Linked DNA regions of Capsicum annuum: region 1 is linked to region 2. Evidence: chromatin contacts called from public Hi-C data. All regions are on one chromosome and are shown on one strand. The core of a region is the stretch at or near the end of the contact, and the rest is flanking DNA. Distances in the headings are between cores, read along the strand shown. Region 1 holds the start of LOC107873018. Region 2 has its middle 16 kb from the start of LOC107873017.

Evidence for each region. A called contact is a pair of places that touch in the nucleus more often than the background predicts.
Region 1: a Hi-C map of leaf shows a contact between it and region 2, with 3 times the contacts expected there. The contact joins the promoter of LOC107873018 here to the enhancer-like site in region 2. A contact is called at or near these places in 4 of 5 Hi-C or Micro-C datasets (bud, leaf and placenta).

The regions. Positions count from the first base shown.
Region 1 is chr6:170,084,141-170,087,321 of UCD10Xv1.1, forward strand. It overlaps LOC107873018, which reads left to right and starts at 1,538. Exons shown (of 8, transcript XM_016719710.2): 1 at 1,538-1,747; 2 at 1,947-1,973; 3 at 2,256-2,378. The coding sequence starts at 1,701.
Region 2 is chr6:170,050,458-170,053,604 of UCD10Xv1.1, forward strand. It overlaps the pseudogene LOC107874079. Among protein-coding and RNA genes, the nearest start is that of LOC107873017, 16 kb to the left of the region's middle. Within about 2 kb of position 1,689, at least 1 of the 5 cell types and tissues checked has an H3K27ac peak or open chromatin away from gene starts, as enhancers often do.

The DNA.
Region 1 (3,181 bases), core at 288-2,787, 34 kb after region 2:
TATAGATATGTGACAATTAATTATTAAATAGTTATGTGTAAATCATTGATGCTTTTCTTTTAATTATTTTAGATTTGATGATTTTGGCTTGATTGAATATGTATTAGAACACGATGATAACAAAATGGATTTGATTAACCACAAATTTATAATATCTGAACACTGAAAAGGTTCACATTATACTTTTGGGATGAAAAAAATATTTTTTTTTTGTATATTAATATGATACAACATGCGTTTGATATTAATGCATACAATCAAAATATTTCACGATTGAATTTCACAATTTAAGATTCTTGATTCTTTTTAATATATTAAAATAGATTAAAACGTATATTTAATAACGTATTTTATGGTCGCGCTAAATTTCCTAACCAAAAGCAATTATTATATCTATTGGTTTACTATCATTAATTTTGGCAAATTAAAGTTTCCTATCACATAAAAAGTTGCCGTATGAGCAATATATTAAAACCATAGTACAAATTATTTATAAGTCAAAAATTGAATCTGTTTTAATTTATGAATTACGATTTTTTTTTTCTATGTTAAAACTCCTATAAAACAAGTTATAATTTTAAATTCTTCATGATAAAACAACTATAACAACCAAAAAGAAAAAGAAGATCAAGTGAGACACATAATATATTTGAGATATAATATTATTTATATATCATTTAAATAGATATAACATTTATTTTAACGTCAAACTTTTTTAATAATGTAGTTCTTATTTATATAATTTAATTGACTGACTTAAGACACACGTATACCTATAATCTATAATTTATAATCTATAATCCATGTCAATATCTATAATCTATATATATAATCTACAATCTATCTATATTTATTTATATTTATGATATATTAAAAGTGTGAAGAAACTTAGAAAAGTTGTTTGAACTGTTTGCCCTTTATTAAAAGTCTCCGCTTTAAACAAAATCGTCATCTTTTCTTCAATTATAGGTGTCCTCTTTTGATAATGAAAGAGTATATTTTTTAAAGAAATGACGATCATAGTGTCCTCTTTTTTGATTAAAACCGTTGTTATTTTTTTAAAAATTGTCATTTCACTCTTTCCTTTCATTATTATGACTTTAATAAGTATAGTTTTTTAAAGAGATTATCATCATAGGTGTCCTCTTTTGGTTATGATCGTTGCTATTTTTTTTAAAAAATTTCATGGTACATGCCTTCTTTTGCTTAAGATTGTTGCTCTTTTGGTTAGGATTGTTGCTATTTTTGGCAAAGTAAAGTAATATGACTATAAAAAATATATTAGAAAAGAAATCACCATTGTAGGAGTCTCTTTTAGTTGGGACTGTTGTTATTTTTAACACACGATAATGTATAGTTAGGGTGTTAATTACAATTTGGCAGAATTGTAATTAGAAAAAGATAAAATGAATACTCAATGCTTTTATTTGATTGGAACATAGAAAGGCAGGTCAATTTTACTTCTAAGTATTAATTTTCCAAAATAGGTCTGACGTTTCCTCTTTACAACCACACTATTTATTAGGGTATTTCTGTTATTACTGGAAAAAGAAAGACCTATTAGAAAAGCTGTTCCACTTCCCTCTTCAAAAGTCGATTGTGAGGTACAATCTGTGTTCCTTTCCCTCTGATCATACAACTCCAGCTGAGGAAATTGTAACAAAGGAAAGCTAAAGAAGAGATTTTTCTTTCTTTTCAAAATGGGTCTTCTCAGATTGACGCTTCACTTGATGGATTTCCTAGCTTGGTAAATTAATTTCGTTTATTCAGTATGTTGTTTGGCTAAAGATGAAAATTTAGTGAAGAAGAAGGCTAAATTTAGCAAGTCTTTAGCTTTGAATCTTCCGAATTCCTACTTTTCTAAAACATTATTCGTATTTTCATGATTCTACGTATTTTGCATGTATTCATACTGGTCTTGTTTTCCTGATCTACCATATTTGCAGGCCTGCACTAGCTCTGGGCTATCCTCTGTAAGTGTGAGAAATCTCCCTTACTCCATACTCATTATCTATATAACTTCTTCTTCTTCTTTTTTTTTTTTTATCTTTTCAAGCCTAGTTTGCACATTAACCAAGGAGTATATACAAAGTTGTTTTATACGTTTGGCATATGTGTAATATTTATGCCAAGGGTATTCAATTGAAACCCCTTCGCTAAATGGCATAACAAAATTTCAAATGTTGAATGATTTCATTTCCAACTTGCTTGGTTACTGGTGACGTTTACCAATTCTTTTGTTGAACCAACGGCAGATGTGCATCAATACGAGCGATTGAGACTGGCTCCAAGTATCACATGAGGAAGCTAGTCACATATTGGACCATCTTTTCCTTTATTTCTCTCTTTGAGCACCTATTTGAGAAACTTATTCAATGGTAATGTGCTGTGGTAATCTTATTTAGCTGCATATATTATAATTTGTAACCTTTACTTTACGTCTATTCCTTTCATAATCATCTTTAAATCATATGGAAATAAATTGGAACTCTTTGACTTACACTTAGACTATTAACTAGATTAACTTCAGTAAGACATTACTCCTCCATTTCATAATAAATGAATTGTTGGATTTTGGCACACAGATTAAGGAAAAAGCATTAAAGACATAAATTTAACACAACTTTCCATTTTTACCCCTAAAAAAAGAAAAAGTTGACCTTGTAATACCTTTGTAATTGGTTGTCAAATCATAAGGGTAAATTTGAAAAAACATTCAATGATTCACTTATTTTGAAACACCAATAAATACCCCAACAATTCACTTATTCTGAAACGGAGGGAGTAATAATTAATGAACTTATGCTATCGTCTATTTTTTGGCCTCACCTTCTAGGCAGTTATCTACTTGATACTAAATCCAACGGAACGAGTATAAGCTTCATATGCAAATTCTCAAGCTTGTTACTGACATTGTGTCTGGATGCATCCCCTTATATTAACTCATTGAATTTTGACATAATCTTTTTCAAGTGAACGTCAAATTTTTATAACAACAACAACAACAACAAACCCAGTGTATTCCCACAAAAATTTTTATAACACCCTTATATAAGTTACTCACTTTGTGGGAGTATACTGGATATGTAGTTGTACTTATATAAGTTACTCGTCTATGTTGGTAGTTATAAGTCTGTTCTAGTGATCTTGCTTGTATTTCTTAAATTCTCTTGCTGAGAAG
Region 2 (3,147 bases), core at 439-2,938:
GAACTTTTGCTCATTATAAACATTCATGTAATTCCCAAACACAAAAGTTGGATGATTAATACTACTAGTTAATTTCACTTCTTTTTCCTTAATAATATCCACAAGTAGCTCTGGTGCTGGAGAAATGGTGGCTTTCAATGAAGGATTATAGAATGGAAGCAGTGGATCTCCTATTCCCATCTGGTTTTGACAAAACACCGTGCCAAACACTCTTGTATTTCCCATTGCTAAGCACTTCAATTTGGTCACCTGCATGTGTATACAAAGATATGGAATGAGCTTAATTGATGTTGAATCTAACATAGGCTAATTTAGGAAGTTACTTTTATAATATGCTGTACTAATCATTTAGTCATAGCATTCTTTGTGGCACAATTGTTTGTTTTCGTTATTCAATCTACCAAAGTGTTATACAAATAGATCATCGTGTCATATATGTGTCCTCAATTTATATAGCAGACAATTTGGTATATAGAATTTATATTTGTCTACCGAAGATTAAGTTGTTATTGTTCACAATTGTAGATGAAAACTTTAAAAAGTCATTAGAATGATGTAGCACAAGAACTAAGATAATTTGTCTTGATTGCAAAAATGGTAAAGCTTTAACTTCTCCTGCTAGTTTCTATTTCTACTATATATTATATATGAGTTAGGGGACGACCAAGGGTATTAATGTAATTTTATAGCTAGATGGTTCAATTATAGTCATCTCCATTTGTGGGTCGTTGTGTGGCTAATAACAATTTTTGTTATTTTAAATGTCAACTTATTCAACTATATTATGTCCAAAGTATTATTTCAAATAAATTTAAACTTATACAAAGATAGCATCTCTTGCAATCATATGTATTTTCAATTAAGGGGGAGTTAAATAAGGTTGTTGTGTTCATTCGACTCTTCCACAAAATATTAGATTGTTTATATAGAACTAAAAGTATTTTTTATTTTTATATGGTAGATGTTGAATTTTTTTATTGCTTTGTATATTTACTTTTTTATATCTCAAAAATTCTAAGTGAAAATAATAACTCCGCCACTATTTCCAATGTTCCAACTTTCTACATATTATTAATTTTTAGCCCAACAAATACTGTCACGCATGAAATTCTACAAGTAAATTTATAAAAAATATGTGGAATTAATTATGTAAATCATATCTTAAGAATATATAATGCAGTAATTTAATTTTTTTTTACTTGTAATTTAGTGGGCTAAAATTTATAATTGTTAACCTATCTCAAGATATTTATTTTTTTAATTATCAAATAATTATGTCAAAAAAATTATCGTTAAATCAAATAAATTTTTAATATATTGACATTTATAATTTTAATTTATTTTCTTGTATAGTTTCAAATAAAGTCAAAAGAAGAAAAACATTAAAAATAGTTGTTTAATTCAAGAGAATACATTAGGCCTAAAGTTAAAAAAAGCATTAGGGCATATTATATTTTAAGGTTAAGTAGGTAATTCAGTTGTAATTTATAGGTTTTATAAAATAAAAGTATAAAATGTGATCACTATTATCAATTTCTATTGTGTTTGATTAAAATAATTAATAATTATTTTTAAAAAATTAATTAAATATATTTAAAGTTGTAATATTGGGTCCATAAAAGGACCCTTAATTATCTAGTACTATATATAAGTGTGATCAAGCAAGTAGGTCTTGGTCGTCATGCCTGCTCGCTGGTCAAGGGTATTATAGGTAGTTAATAAGTTTGATACTTTAATAGTATTGTATTTGGCTGCTTTATATGTGTGCCTTTTTGTTATTGGGCATAAAAGTTGAATCATACTTTAAAAGGAATGATGTAGCACAGAGCTAAGATAATCCTGTCTTGCTTGCAAAAATGATAAAACTTTAACTTCTCGTGCTAGTGTATTTTATATGTATTGGGCATGATCAAGTAGAGATCGAAAATATATTATCTAAATTGTTAAATATATTTTATTAGATTCTCAATCCTGATATAACTATCATGGTTAGTACATATGTAAATTGTCATTCTGATTAATTAAAGGTAAGATCCTAGGATGGATCAAACAGGTTGAATGATGACAATATATATTAGTGAAATTATACGTTGATGAAATTCATATCTCAATATAGAGATTAATGATACATCTATTATGTCAAACCTTCCAAGTACATATGAAATAAATGAAGCATTAGATTTTTGAAAACTTAGACTAGCTAAATCATTATTTCTAGTTAAGTGACATGATGATGATCACCTGTGTTGATAACAATGGCATTGGGAAGAGGTAGAACATCGATCCATTGGCCATCTTTAAGGATTTGAAGTCCATCAACTTGATCATCTTGAAAGAGCAAAATGACACCACCAGCATCAGTGTGAGCTCTTAGACCATTCACCTTTTCTGGATGTGGACATGGTGGGTAATGACTCACTTTTGTCCCAAAAAATGCACCATTAATAATATTATTGTCCCCTTCATTGAAGGCTTTCTTGATGTCACCTTTTGTTAAAACTAAGTTTTCATCCATTACTACCATCACTTTCTCTGCTAGCTTCTTCACCTCTGATCTATATTCTTTCATTGTTTTTCTATTATTTTATAAAATCAGATAAATTTTGTCATGCACATATTTACCTGAATATAAAAGAAAAATTATTTTGTCACATTGAATAAACTTGCAATCAAAGTGATTTTAATGTTTACTGTTATAGAGAGTAAATTAAAGTTCAGTACTTTAATGTGACCAAAAAAGTTTGGTGACCATATTGTCATTGTTTTACTTTTTAAAAACATTTTAAGATATCATGCAAAATGGGGGGAAGTATAGGGGCCCGATTGACCACGGATAGTCTTCATTTTTATTTTTTTTTGAAATCATGTTTGAACATAGAATTGTTAGTATAATTTTTTGGAATTCAATGCTTGAAGTTGCATTCCAGAATATTCTCCAATTTAAATTAGTAAACTTCAAATACTTGTTTGCACATTTTTCACTTTAAATCACCAATAAAAATGTAACATAAATCATTTTGAGTTACTACATTTTGACCCTTCAATCTTTCTCATTCAATAATAACTAACTTGTATTTCTTAGTAACGGTAGTAATAATTCAGCAATTACATATCATTTTGGCATTTGATTTTCTCACATGAATATAT